Linked DNA regions of Rattus norvegicus: region 1 is linked to region 2. The links are chromatin contacts, called in public Hi-C maps. All regions are on one chromosome and are shown on one strand. Each heading gives the region's core, a stretch centred on a gene start, on an enhancer-like site or on the middle of the called end of the contact. The rest is flanking DNA. Distances are from core to core; before and after follow the strand shown. Region 1 holds the start of Aldh4a1 (aldehyde dehydrogenase 4 family, member A1). Region 2 overlaps Ubr4 (ubiquitin protein ligase E3 component n-recognin 4).

Region 1 (6,574 bases), core at 656-3,155, 160 kb before region 2:
AAAAAAAGAGCACTGACTGCTCTTCCAGAGGTCATGAGTTCAAATCCCAACAACCACATGGGGGTTCACAACCATCTGTAACGAGATCTGATGCCCTCTTCTGGTGTGTCTGAAGACAGTGATAGTGTACTCATCATATATAAAATGAATAAATAAAATCTAAAAAAAAACCCAAAAACTCCTGAGAGCCCTGAGTTCCACTCACTGATCATCCCCCCACCCCCACCCAGATCCCCTTGACTGAAGTGCACCTTGTGGCACACTGACACCTAGAGAGGGACAAGGTAAACTTGAGACTCTATGAGAAGGTGGCTCTGCCCATCCGGGCCTTCCATCCGGGCTCTGCAGTGGGTGGTCTCAGAGCAGGAAGAAACAGAAGAGCTGCAGGCTCAGTTCCCAAGAGGAGCACACTCCTCCCCAGCCCCATGCATGCCCTTTGCCTAACGGTTTCACACACCATGCAGAAGGGCTGAAACTTATCCACGCCATCCCATGGGGGCAGGGAAAGGGCCACTGATTAACTCAAAAAGGTCACAAATCAGTGGAGGTAGACATGGTCGGACGCAGGCCACAGAGCAGGCAAATAGTAACCAAAGTAGGAGTGCGGGGTGCTGTGTAACTCTACAAGGAAGGCAGACAGAAATGGGGACTAATACCCAAGCAGCGGGCTTGAATGGGGCAGTCTTGGAACACATCCCTGAGGGGCCCAAGGTTCTGGCTGAACAGCAAGCCGCTCTCTGCCTTAGAGCTTGTCAGGACTGTGTCTACACCTCAGAGAGATGTTTGAACCAAACTGGCAGTCCATACAGTGGAAGCCAGACACCTCTTTGGAGACAGGGTCTCTCATGAAACCCTGGCGGACCTTGCACTCACTACACAGACCAAGCTGGCCTGGCCTTGAACCCTCAGAGCCCAGCCTGCCTCTTGCCTCCCAGGTACTAAAAAACACTGTGTGTGTGTGTGTGTGTGTGTGTGTGTGTGTGTGTGTGTGTGTGTGTGTGTGTTTGAAATAGGGTTTCTCCGTGTATCCCTGATCCTCCCAGAACTTGCTCTGTAGGCCAGGCTGGACCTGAACTCAGTCAGCAATCTGCTTGCCTCTGCCTCCAGAGTGCTTTTTAAGGAACTTGTCTGAATGAACTTATGCTAATCTCAGAACAAGCCCCATGCCTCACAGAGCCGCATCACAAGTAATAAAAGTCATTATGGCACCCATAAAAGCCCAATATTGAAGAGAAAGGGAGAAGACTAGAGAGGTCCCTGGGGCTGTCAGGAGGCTTCAGAATGTGAACGCGAGGTTGTCCAAGGTCAGGGAGAATTGGTAAATTTGGAATATCCAGGGTTAGGAGGAAGAAGAGTGGAGGAAGGGGGCGTGGGCACAAGTCTGGGCGCCACACCCTACCCAGGGGTTCCTTGGCTAAGGAAAACTGACCATCTAGGACAGTGGTTCTCAACCTTAAGGACACTACCTCGAGCGACCCTTTCACAGGGGTTCCAAATCAGCTATTTTGCATATTAGATATTTACATTACGATTCATGACAGCAAAATGCTGTCATAAAGTGGCAGAATTTTACAGTTGGGGGGTCACCACACCATGAGGAACACTATTAAAGGGTCGCAGCATTAGGAAAGTTGAGAACCACTGCTCTAAAGAGACCTGGTAAGGGGCCACAGGGTCTCCATGGGAGAGTGGCTCTGCAGGACGCGACCCCGAGCTTAGGGGAACCATGGGGACCCTGGAGAGCATGGCTGCAGACCGAGCAGACCGGGATTTGCCCGCGGCATTTAGGGGTCAGGCAGCAGAGGGGTTCACTCACCCAGAGCCCCTCCAGGCGTAGGACAGCAGGGATCGGCGAAGCAAAGCCGGCGGCAGCATCACAGAGGTTCTAAGAGTCTTGAGCGGTTGTGGGAAGCTCAGAGTGAGCCCTGAACCGCAGGACTAGGCAAGCCCGGAGCGCACCACCTCGGCGGGAGGCGCAGCATCTACCAGTCCACCTGCCCCTGGTTCTCTCCGCGGGTACCCCCCTTGTGAATAAACATCAGACTTATTTAATATAAAAAAATACTACTGTGGGCTGCGGGTCAAGGGAACGCGGCAGGAAAGTCCCGAAATGATACCCTCTTCTCCTCGCCTCCTCTCCTTATGGTATGACCCAAGGAAAGAGGGCGTGAGCCTCACTGACCAATCAGAGTCATGCATGAAAGCCTCCGGGCCAATCAGCAGGACCGGCAAGTTGCAGCCTTCTTAGGCAGACCAGCAGGAGCCAATGACAGATCCTGCACAGAACACGTGCTCACTTGTAGAAGGGGCCGGGGGACCTGGTCGATGCGACAGGTGCTGCAAGGGTCCCCGGCCCTTGCTGGACACCTGCGGGCCATCACTCTGCCCCGGCCCGCAGGACCACACTAAGGCCAGCTTCCCACCGCCACCCGGGGGTCTGCCACCCTAGATGGAGCCTGATCTGTCCCCCCACTCCCCACCTCCCAACCTGGCTCAGGGCCAAGCCCGCTGCCTGGGCCTGCTTCCTTCCAGATTGGTATCAGTACGCGATAAATCCCTAGCCGGCCTGTACTTAGCATTCTTCGTTTTATTTATTTATTTTTCTTCTTTCTTCCTTTTCTTAAAAGCCTCTGGCCACAAAAACCAGTTGTTCCTGCCTCTGTCCCTCTGCCCCCGGATAAAGTTTTCTGCTTGAGAGATTGTTTGATAAATACTCAAACGTATTACAACGGCTTCTGAAGCCTGCTCTTAGGATGATGCCTGAGGGAACCACTGTATTCCTGAGATACTGTTATGGGTTTTCTTACTTTATTCTTTTTGTCTTTTTAGTTTATTTATTTTTTTAATTTATTTATTTATTTTGGTTTGGTTTGGTTTTACTTTTCCAGACGGGTTTTCTCTGTGCATCCTTGGCTGTCCTGGAATTCACTCTATAGACCACGCTGGCCTTGAATTTATAGAGATTCAAGCTGTCTGTCTGCCTCCAGAATGCTGGGATTAAAGGGCTTTGCCACCTCAGCCCCCCTTCCTACCTTATTCTTTTTTTTTTTTTTTTCTTTTCTTTTTTTTGGAGCTGGGTACCGAACCCAGAGCCTTGTGCTTGCTAGGCAAGCGCTCTACCACTGAGCTAAATCCCCAACCCCCTACCTTATTCTAATACTGTATTTCTATGTCTCTGACAATGTAACCAGCGTATTTACTTTGGGGTCCCTTCTGTCCAATTCTAGTTTGATACCACAGCAGGCAAATTCACCTAAAAAATAACACCATGACCAAAAAGCAAGAGGGGAGTTAAGGGTTTACATTTGCAAATTCTCAGGTCATCACTGAGATAGGAACCTGAAGGCAGGAGCTGATGCAGAAGCCATGGAGGGGCGCTGCTTACTGGCTTGCTCAGCCTTGCTGGGTGGATCACCAGTCCAGATGTTGGACCACCTAGAATGGGCTGGGTCCTCCCACATCAATCACTAATTAAGGAAATGCCCAAGGAACTGAGCAGTGGTAGTACAGTGTCTTTATGTCCAGCACTTGGGGGGTAGATGCAGGCAGATCTCTGAGTTCGAGTCTAGCCTAGTCTACAGTGTGAGTTCCAGTATATACGGAGAACCCTTGTCTCAAACGGACTACAATAATGATGGTAATAATAACAACAATAATAAATAAAATAGGGGAAAAAAGGAAAAGCCCCCCAGGCTTGCCCACAGCCTGGTCTTTTAGAGGAGTCTTCTCAATTTTGGTTCCCTCCTTCAGATGCCACCAGCTCATGTCAAGCTGACATAAAAACTATCCCATATGGACTCTATGGGCCTTAGTTTCCTCTTCTGTAAAATGGGATAACAATATCCGCCTTGAACACCCATCACCCTGGTCTTCTCCCTTTCCTGCCAATTACACCATTTAAAACACTCTGGGAGATCTGACTAGGAAAGGGGTGCTTCCTAGATATGACCAAGTTTCTCTCCATCCTTGGAAGCGGCAGTTCACAGTGGAGTGAGGCCACAGCTGCCCAGCACCTCGGCTATGGTGGAAGCAAGGAGGCTGCGAAGGAGGCATTGTACAGGCAGAACCTTGTGGAGAGCAGCTGCAGCGACTCTGCAGGTGAGGCCCATCCTGGACCACAGCCCAATGCCAGGCAGAGCTCCAGGGCCACCGAAGAGACAAGCAGACAATCAGTGGACAGTTGGTTCTGGGCTCACCCTGTCTGGGCTCCCGGCCCTAGGGGCGTCGGGACAGCATCTCACCCCAGCCTGGCTGGTCACCTCGGAGAGTCCTGTTTGCACATCTAGGAGTGTCTGGAGCAAGGAGGGTAGCTGGGACAGAGGGCCCTGCAAGCACTTTACTTCCTGCCCTCCCATTGTTGACCTCAAAGATACCTCTGAGGCTGTCAAGCTCAGCTGACTCTCTAGGGACTGTGCTGCCCCGCTGCCCCTCACCCCCAGGGCCAACACAGAATGAACAGCCCAAGCCAAAATAAATAAATAAATAAAGTGACTGTTAACAGTAGACAGTATCAAACCAGAATCCAGCAGGTGCTGCTTGTAAACATTCTGGAGATGTCTGTGAAATGGGAGCTTTGTAGTTGGTGGGACCTCAACTTCAGACCAGGCAATGCCAATTAGCCTGGGGTCCCTCTGGGTCTCTTCTGTCTAATTCTTCCTGCCTTGTTTCCTTCTGGGAGGTTTTTTGTTTTTGTTTGTTGTTATCTGGTTTCTCAAGACAGGATTTGTGACTATCCTGGAACTGGCTTTGTAGACCTGGCTGTCCTTGAACTTATAGAGATCTACCTCCTGAGTGCTGGGATTAAAGATGTGAGCCACCCCTGCCTGACATTCAGGGAGATCTTACTGTACCATGCAAATAGGTAGTTCCCTATCTTATCACTGATTGGTTAATAAGTTTGCTTTAGTCTTCTTACCCCTCCCACAACCATCAGGACACAAAGAAGCATACACCGTGTGTTCTAAGACATTTTACTTTATTCCAAAGAAGCCAATATACAGGATATAAAGGGCACAGTATTTACAACAGTACAGTAAACAGGTTGGTTTTCTGGTAGGGTCAGTAGTCTTTTTATGAGTACAAACCCCTCCCGGTGATTTTCAGACCCAGCTGACAGACACAGCAACGGTGGGTAGGGTGGGACTAAAAACCAGGTAGATGCTACAATGTGCGGAAAGGGGTCATGTCATGGTGGGGAATTCACATCTCTTCCGGGCTTGGGAAGGAACTGGAAAGGTGAGGCATTTGCCTGAGACTCACACACAGCCCACGCTGAGCCTGGAAATCCCTTCCCAGAGAGACTGTATGTCTGAGGAGAGCCTCCAGTTTCCTGGTCCTTCATCTAAAACCAAGCTTGACCTTGACCTGGAGTAGACACAGACAGGGCTGAGCTCTGAGCATCGGGGTCCCTTCTGTGCCTGCTCCAGCTGCCTGACAACTTCACACATAGTAAGCCCCTAAGCCCCAAAGGAGTCCTGTGTTCCCCAGCCCCACAGAACTTCCCTCCTACTCTCTCCACACAGCTGAATGGAAGCAGGTCTGGCCAGAGGGGACTTGGGGTGACTAATCAGAACCTACTTCTGAAGCACCTCTCCCTCACCTCAGTTTTCTGCAGTCCACCCGCCCTCCCCACCCCAGTTTCCTCCCAAGACTTCTGAGGAGCCGTGGGCTGGGAAAGGACAACATATTCCTGCCCCAGCTGTGTGCAGATGTTGCTGACGATGGAAGGCGAGCCGAGGAGAGGGGTGACTGATGAGCACACACGGGAGTCAATGAGCAGGACGGTATCTTAGCCACAGCAAAATGCTGTGCCACCATGACGGCCTACCCTAGATTAAAAACCTTTTCCTTTCATAAAAATACAGTCTCTTGCTTTATAAATAGAATACATTTAGCTTAAGTTACACCTTATCTTATCCCTTAACCCATCCCCACCCTAAAGTCAAAGTGGTTTGACACTCCGTAGGACGTCTGAGTTCTACCCACAGAACAGAGTCCTAAGTGGACATGCCTTCCAGACACACTGCCACGGTGAGGAGGTGGAACCTCCTCCCCACCTTTCTCCTTTGGAGTCAGAGCGGAGTGTGTGTGTGTGTGTGTGTGTGTGTGTGTGTGTGTGTGTGTGTGTACACGCATGTGTATATTTCATGACCAACCAGGGACCTAAAAGGATGCTGTCTCCCTGCTGGGCCTGTGTATGTGACCCCCAAACTAGGAGCATGAGCAGGGGCAACACGGGGAGCCCATCTGAGAAGCCCTGAACCACCAGTGTCAATATGACACTGGGCTCAGAAATAGAAAAGTCAAGAGGAAGTATGCACATGTTCACAAGGATGGACGAGTTCGTCCAGACTGGGCAGGCGCTGCCCCAGTGAGCAGCAGGCTGTGGGGGCACAAGCAGGACCCACTGGCAACGAACTAAGAAACGAACAAATCAAAACAAACACAAAGAGGAGGCCAGGCCCGGAGCCCAGACCCAGCCAGGACGCAGGCCTACCACATCTTTGCTCCCCTCCCCTCATCCTCCTGCCTCAAAGCCTCAACCCCCAGGGGAAAGCAGACTTCGAAAGTCAGG
Region 2 (6,602 bases), core at 2,889-5,388:
GGAAAGGAGACCCTCAGACCAGGACTCTCCCCTTGCCTACCCTGTACCCAAGCTTGCAGTGTCTTTTGCATCTTCAGGCTTTTGCAAACACAGCTCCCTGCGCCGTGAGGCCCTTTCCCCTCTCATACCCTTCCTCCTCCTGCTCTGACACACCAGGATTGGGTGGCCGTCTCTCCAGCTAAACAAAGCTCCTACATGCTGGACCATGGACACACACACTCAACCAAAACCCCGGCAGCTCTGCTCAGCCTCACAAGACCAGCTTGGATTTCTGTGGGCTCCCCGAGGCTCATTGTATCCAACTCCAGGCTCCTACTTATCGAAGCTGCAGTATGGCTTGAACCGCTCCACCAGGATCTGCATCTTCTCCACCTCTCCGAAGGACAGGTATGGGATGATACGCAGCAAACCCTGCAGCACGCTGGGATTGGAACGAACGAAGGTGCTGTTGATCTGGTCCAAGAGCATCACCAGTTGATCCTTGTCACCTGTGAGGAGGAGGTTGCCCTGCAACAGAGAAGCTGGGAGTCAGGATGGTGGCTGTAGCCAAGCACTCCCATAGTTCCAGTCAGAACTATTACTCAGTGCTTGCTGGGGAACAATAAGCAGCGTGGGTTCCCTTGATGAGCTTCCCAGCCACAGCGATGGCTACACCAATACAACATCCTGCTCTCCCAGGAGAACAGAGATGTTATCTACTCCTGGGAGCACAGGCCTGGCCGAATCACCAGCCCCAGGAGGCAGGAAGTTCCAGGTACAGACAGGGGAGACTGCATCACAGACCGATTTCAACCCCAGGCCTAACTGTATCAGTCACAAGTGAGGCCAACTGTAGAGTGAAGGGTTGAATGACGACACTGCCTACTCAGCCAGGTCATGGCTGCTTCTATTAGTGGGCACCATCAAACTGAGACGCTTCCTTGGCAGCTTTGTTTCCCTGAATGCAAAGGTTACAGACTCAGTGCAATGATATCAGCCAGAGTAGAACCTGGCTATTTCTAACATGAGAGGGTTCAGCCATTCTGGGCTGAGCTCAGCTAGCTCCAGATAAGCCCACTGTGTGTTCCCAGTGTCTGTGGGCAGAAGGACTAGGTCCCACTCACCTTGTCCTCACTCAGGGGCTCTGCATTGGACTCATCTAGAATGATCTCCATGATGCTCAGCACCTGCTCAGCCACCGCTGCTCCTCCGCTGTCCTTGCTCTCTTGCTCAGCTACCAGAGCCTGAAGGGGAGACGCAGGGACTCTCAGGACACAGTCAGTCGCCTCCCATGGTCTTAAAGCCCAGGGGCTAGGCGTATGTGTGTGAAAAGATGTGGAAGTGTGTGTGTGTGTGTGTGTGTGTGTGTGTGTGTGTGTGTGTGTGTGAGAGAGAGAGAGAGAGAGAGAGAGAGAGAGAGAGAGAGAGAGAGAAGAAGATGTGGAAATGTGATGTCCCCTACTTTTTTGCAGTGTTAATTCTGTCTATTGAATTCCTGCTCCTGGTCTTGAGTCTACACTCAGCAAAGGGACAGGAAGCTCTGAAGAGCATGAGTGGGAGCCATCTAGAGAGTCAGCTGAAGGATCAGGTCTGGTACTGCAATTTCTCAGGTGTGCCAAAGCTCCCTCTTCATCATCTAGAGCCCACACTCCTTACCAAGTTTAAAGTCCCCAACATGACATTCAAGGTGTTCATTTCCAGCTTGACCAACTGTTGCCGATTGACTTTCACCTTCACACAGTAACTGAACAGCTTCAGGAGCACCTGTGAAGAGAGGCCAGCCCAGAGGTCCGTGAGAACACCCATGAGCATACGGTGTACAAGTGCCGAAGACATATCCACAGAAAAGTATGGGGAGTGGTTCTCAACTTTCCTAGGGCTGCGACCCTTTAATACAGCTCCTCATGGTGTGGTGACCCCAAACATAAAATTAATTTTGCTACTGTAATGTAAATATCTGATATGCAGGAAAGTTGGTATGTGACTTCTGAAGGGGTCACAACCCACAGGCTGAGATTCGCTGCTCTAAGGCGACTTCTCAGGCAGCAGCCACTCCTTCTGAACAGCAAGGTGACCCTGGGCTCTCATACCAGGTCAGCATCTTAAGTGGCAACATTCTCCCGCATTCTCTGTTCCCCTATATGACGGAAGTGACAGTGGTTCTTAATTAACCAAGTGGTTGGTGTCCCACTATCCTGGGGAAACCTAGCACCAACCAAGTTTCTGAACTAGCAGCAGACAAACATCCTAACGGACATAGCCTATGGAGGCCAAAAACCAGGTAGGCCATTCAAATGACACAAGAGTGTTTGTCCTTCTACAGCCCACGAGGTAAAGATATTAGTGAGGTCTCTGTGGTGACTCTGGAATCCCCAGACTAGTGAGACACATGACCCTCCAGACAACAGCCTACGACGGAGGGAGAATCTAGTTTAAAGGCAACCGTAAACCAACAATGACTGGCATTAAGAGCGGTTACAGAGAGAAGCAGTCATGGTTCCTGATCACTAAAGAGGTACGGGAGAAGACTGCCACAGCCCAGATCTAAGGCAGTGGGGCCGGGAAGAGGGAGCACTGGGAATCCCAGATGTCCAAGGTTTGGGGAAAGCCAGCACTAGCACTGGTCTCTGCTGTACCACACTGCCCTCTAGTGTCAAGTAGCTCAACGACCACGGCTTCACATAGAGCCTGGCAGTCATACTGCCCACAACTCACTGTTAGAAGGTGGCGCCCCTGCTTAAAATCTTTGACTCCTGCCAGTCTGTTCAGCATGCACTGCAGACCCCCGCACTGGGCCATCACACCGGCCATTCTGTACACTTCCTCTTCGTCCTCTTCTTCATCTGGGGGAAAAGGGAAACCAAGAGGAGCACAAGTTCAAAATGTACGTATTGCCTAGATCAGTGCTCTCCTGGGCTGAGAGCACACAGCCCTTTCCCTAGCTGGAATTAAGGTCGGACTATAACCGATTTGCACTCACTCCCATAGGGGCCTTGCTCAGAGGTTCGGTCCACTACAGTTTTCTGCTATTATAGCAAAGTACAAGCAAATACCACTGTCAACGGAACAGAGAACCAAGCAGAAAGAAATCTGAACACAAGCCTGCTAACTGAATCTTTCCCTTGACAGCCTGAATGTTTTCATCCCAACAGGTACCTATGTCAGCCCACAGATGCCTTTCTCCCTTACAGTGTGATGCAGAGCACAGGCCACCATACTCTGAGACATGTCTGCTCTAGCTGAAGTCCAACATGCAGTATCATATGTGGAGAGGGCTGTACCTGTGGTGGAGTCCAGGGACTCGATAAACTCCTCGGTGGCATCGCCCAGTAGCCCCCGCATTCGATAAACAATCCTCATGGGCTCTCCCTAGGTAGAGAAAAGTTGGAAAGGTAGACTCATAAACAGGCCTAGAAAACTGCAAGCCTTCTTCACCCTTGGACTTGCTCAATGCCTTGGTGATGTGAGCCTCCGTTTCTTTAACAAGACAGGGACTGGACTCAAAGGCTGTGGAAGAGATTCGCTCTGTTCAGTGCCTGCTGCAGGCCAGGCTCTGTGAGAAGCACTACAGACACACAATCCTATTGGACTCCATTAGAGCACTGGGTAGGCAAGAGCTCCAACCACTACTTCCTGAGTGTTTTGTTTCGACAGCATACTTGACTAGGCTAGAAGTAAAGGCCCAATTCTAAGTCTGTGCTGATCTCAGGAAGAGCTCTCTCTTCTCTCTGCCTACTGGGGCTAGAGGACAAACAACTGTATTTGAACCAAAGAATGTGGTACAAATTTCAGGAACCCAGAGCAGATGCGTCACTCTTTGCCCACAGACAGACCAGGGTCTTCATTCATCAGAGACAAAGAGGGTTCATCCCAATCAGCAGGCTAACACACACATAGCCTGGAATGGACAGAAGAAGCCGTCGGGAGAGTCTGCCTGTGCCAGGCACCAAGCTGGGGACCCAAGAGGCCCAACCTCAGTTGAGAGAAAAGCAAAGGCACAAGGCTCACGCACGCCTCCTTGAAGCTATCTGACTGACAACAGCCAGATGCCTCCCGATCTGGCAACACAATGCACTTCTTCAGAAAGGAAGTAAAGCTACAGTGGCCACAAGGCCACGGTGATTCACAGCAACTCCACTTAGCCAGTCCTGAGGGCAGAAAAGGCAGCCCACACACAGCTCCTGGAGAAAGCAAGCACATACCTCATTGGTCGTACACCAGACCTTCTTGTAAACCTCAGCCACAGGAAGATCCAGACTGATAATTTTATTGTTCACTAGAAGCTGGAAAACAGAGGAGAAATTATGACAAGGAAGCTCACAGGCTACCCTTGTGGCTCATCACAGGGCCCTGTCAAAGCTCACTCTCCAGGGAAATGCATGTGCATGCACAACACCCAGCATTTTATGTGTACAACGTTGGGGGACAAATGTTTAATCCACATGGACTCCAGTTTAGATCCAACTGAAGACTTTTCATCTTGAACACCAGAAAAAAAATCACCTTTGCCTTTAATCATACTGGTGGTAATGCCAGACCCAATAAGTAGTCTGTCAGAATCTACAAGGCTCTGGGTATTAACAGGGGCTATGATCCACATACTGGTGTCAAAACACCATGACTCCTGGGGCTCCATTAACCTGCAATCTCTAGAAAACCCTGCCAGAAGCAACGGTGACAAAGGCCTACCACCGCTCCAAACAACAACCATCAAGCACCTGCTGTTCCAGGCCAGGGCTGGTCAGAGCCCTCCTCCTCTACAGCAGGAGAGACAGGGAGACTGGACCCATTAGCCCACTTTACAGACTAACCTCCTACAAGGTTAATCAGTGGCTCAAAGCTGTGCTCCTGGTGAGTGACCAGCACAGCCCAGCTCTTACCTCCATCCCACTGTCGTCCTCCAGAAGAGCCACCAGGTCACAGTCCTGGCAGATCTTGTTCTTTATGTCCCTCATAAGAGGCCCAATGCCTGGTTCATTGCTGCTATATGGGTTTCCGGGCATCCTGCCCTGTAGAAAGTCCTCTTGCTGGGGGTCCTTCTCCAGGGTCACAAAGAACTCAGTGACTTCATTTTCCTCCTAAGGGATAGAAAGAGGAACGTGTGGGAAGGGACCAGCACTGAGCGGTTCTGTGGGCACCAGAATGAAAACACAGCAAGAACACCATGCCTACTCATTAAACATGTTGACCGGCAGGTGGCCAGAGACCATGGAAATCACCACTCAGCAGCCTGAAGCTCATGTGTCCCTTACAGATTAACAAGAGATGGCCTAATGGCCAGGGAGACAGGAGCGAGGTGCTGTCCAATGAGATGTGGACCAGTTTGAGGCCAGGCAAGATTCACTGGAAACTTGGAGCAGAGAAGGGGCTTTTTTCTTTCTGTGACAATCTCTGACAGGCCAACCTTGATGCCATCAATAACCAAGAATGTTGCTGTTTCCCTCAACAATGAGAAAGGTCTCTGAGCCAGACCATAGGAAAGACACACATGTGGCGTGCATGCCTGAAGAACCCAAGGTGCAGAAGAGAAGGACAGCAATATACCCAATATACCCAACTCTACCCCAGAATTGCTGCTGCCCATGCAACAGGAGGTGAGGCCTAATTTTAAGAAGGGTTAATCTTGGCCTTCAGGTAAAAAGACCACTGGCTTCCCTTGTTAGAGGAGGGAAATTAGTAAGCTGTTTCCACTCTGTCAGTGGATCTGGGGATAAAGATACTAAGTTATCCACCCTGTGGGCAAGTCACTGAGGCTGACACCCGTGGGTTGTGGGGAGCAAGCACGCTGCTTACAGGGTAGATGATGCTGCACAGCCTCTCAAAGATGAACACAGGAGTCCGGTAGTCATCCAGATTGTAGCGCTTGGCTGTCTCAATGCACACAGCCATGAAGGCCTTGGTTTCAGACTCTGTACCTGCCAAGAAAGTGGCCAAAGGAGTCAGGGAAGAGCCTCGCCTGCATGAGCTGAGCTGAGACAATGAAGCACCTTCTCTGACAGGCACCTCCTGCCTGCTAGGTTTCTGAACACTCTACACAGTAACATCAGCGACACTCAATGAGAAGCCTCCACCCCAAGTCAAACCATGTGCTTGTTCCAGTCTCTCTGAGAGCACGACTTTCCTTAAGGAGAAGGACTATACCTCCTTTGCCAAAACAGGTTCTCAAAAGCAACACAGGACTTCCCTTTTGGGAAGCCAGGCAGATGAAGTTGGCTAGAGTAACTTTTCACTCCTGTCAGTTGAAAAAAAGCTCAAACCATCGGTGAACTATTACACTAGTGAAGAATAAAAGCCCACCAAAGGAAAGAACTCAGGGCCCCAGAGAAGCAGGGCCCACAGTGGTTTTGGTTTAGTTCCCATGAAGCTTTAGTTCCCACGGCCTGCAGGAAGTGAGTGCTGGAGACAGAGCCTCAGTCAGCCGAGATGAGGAGCCAGTGGGGAGCGGCCTGGAGCCCTGGCCATCACACAGCTGCCCCCTCAGGAGCACAGCCAGCTTCGCTGTGAAGGTCAACTAGAGCCACCTTCTCTCTTCTACAGTCACATAACTGAAGGCAAATTGTCCTTCCTTACAAAAATGGTAATGGGGGAGGGACAAGTGAGAGCTAAATGCTATCCCCTCCCTC

Evidence for each region. Hi-C and Micro-C count contacts between places; a contact is called where the count stands out from the background.
Region 1: a Hi-C map of Schwann cells shows a contact between it and region 2, with 5 times the contacts expected there. The contact joins the promoter of Aldh4a1 here to the enhancer-like site in region 2. A contact is called at or near these places in 12 of 12 Hi-C or Micro-C datasets (the A7r5 cell line, the Rat2 cell line, Schwann cells and 7 more) and 1 of 1 datasets of contacts at active chromatin or transcription factors (oligodendrocytes).

The regions. Positions count from the first base shown.
Region 1 is chr5:157,158,520-157,165,093 of GRCr8, reverse strand. Aldh4a1 (aldehyde dehydrogenase 4 family, member A1) reads right to left here and starts at 1,905. Exons shown (of 15, transcript NM_001134698.1): 1 at 1,817-1,905. The coding sequence starts at 1,875. Iffo2 (intermediate filament family orphan 2) reads right to left here. Exons shown (of 9, transcript NM_001134703.2): 9 at 4,959-6,574.
Region 2 is chr5:157,004,072-157,010,673 of GRCr8, reverse strand. Ubr4 (ubiquitin protein ligase E3 component n-recognin 4) reads right to left here. Exons shown (of 106, transcript NM_001395108.1): 88 at 5,773-5,894; 89 at 4,860-5,057; 90 at 4,182-4,262; 91 at 3,261-3,348; 92 at 2,695-2,822; 93 at 1,636-1,743; 94 at 1,104-1,223; 95 at 317-507. Among named protein-coding and RNA genes, the nearest start is that of Trnav-aac3, 38 kb to the right of the region's middle. Within about 2 kb of position 4,138, at least 5 of the 93 cell types and tissues checked have an H3K27ac peak or open chromatin away from gene starts, as enhancers often do. A contact at or near this core is called in Schwann cells, where this site is marked.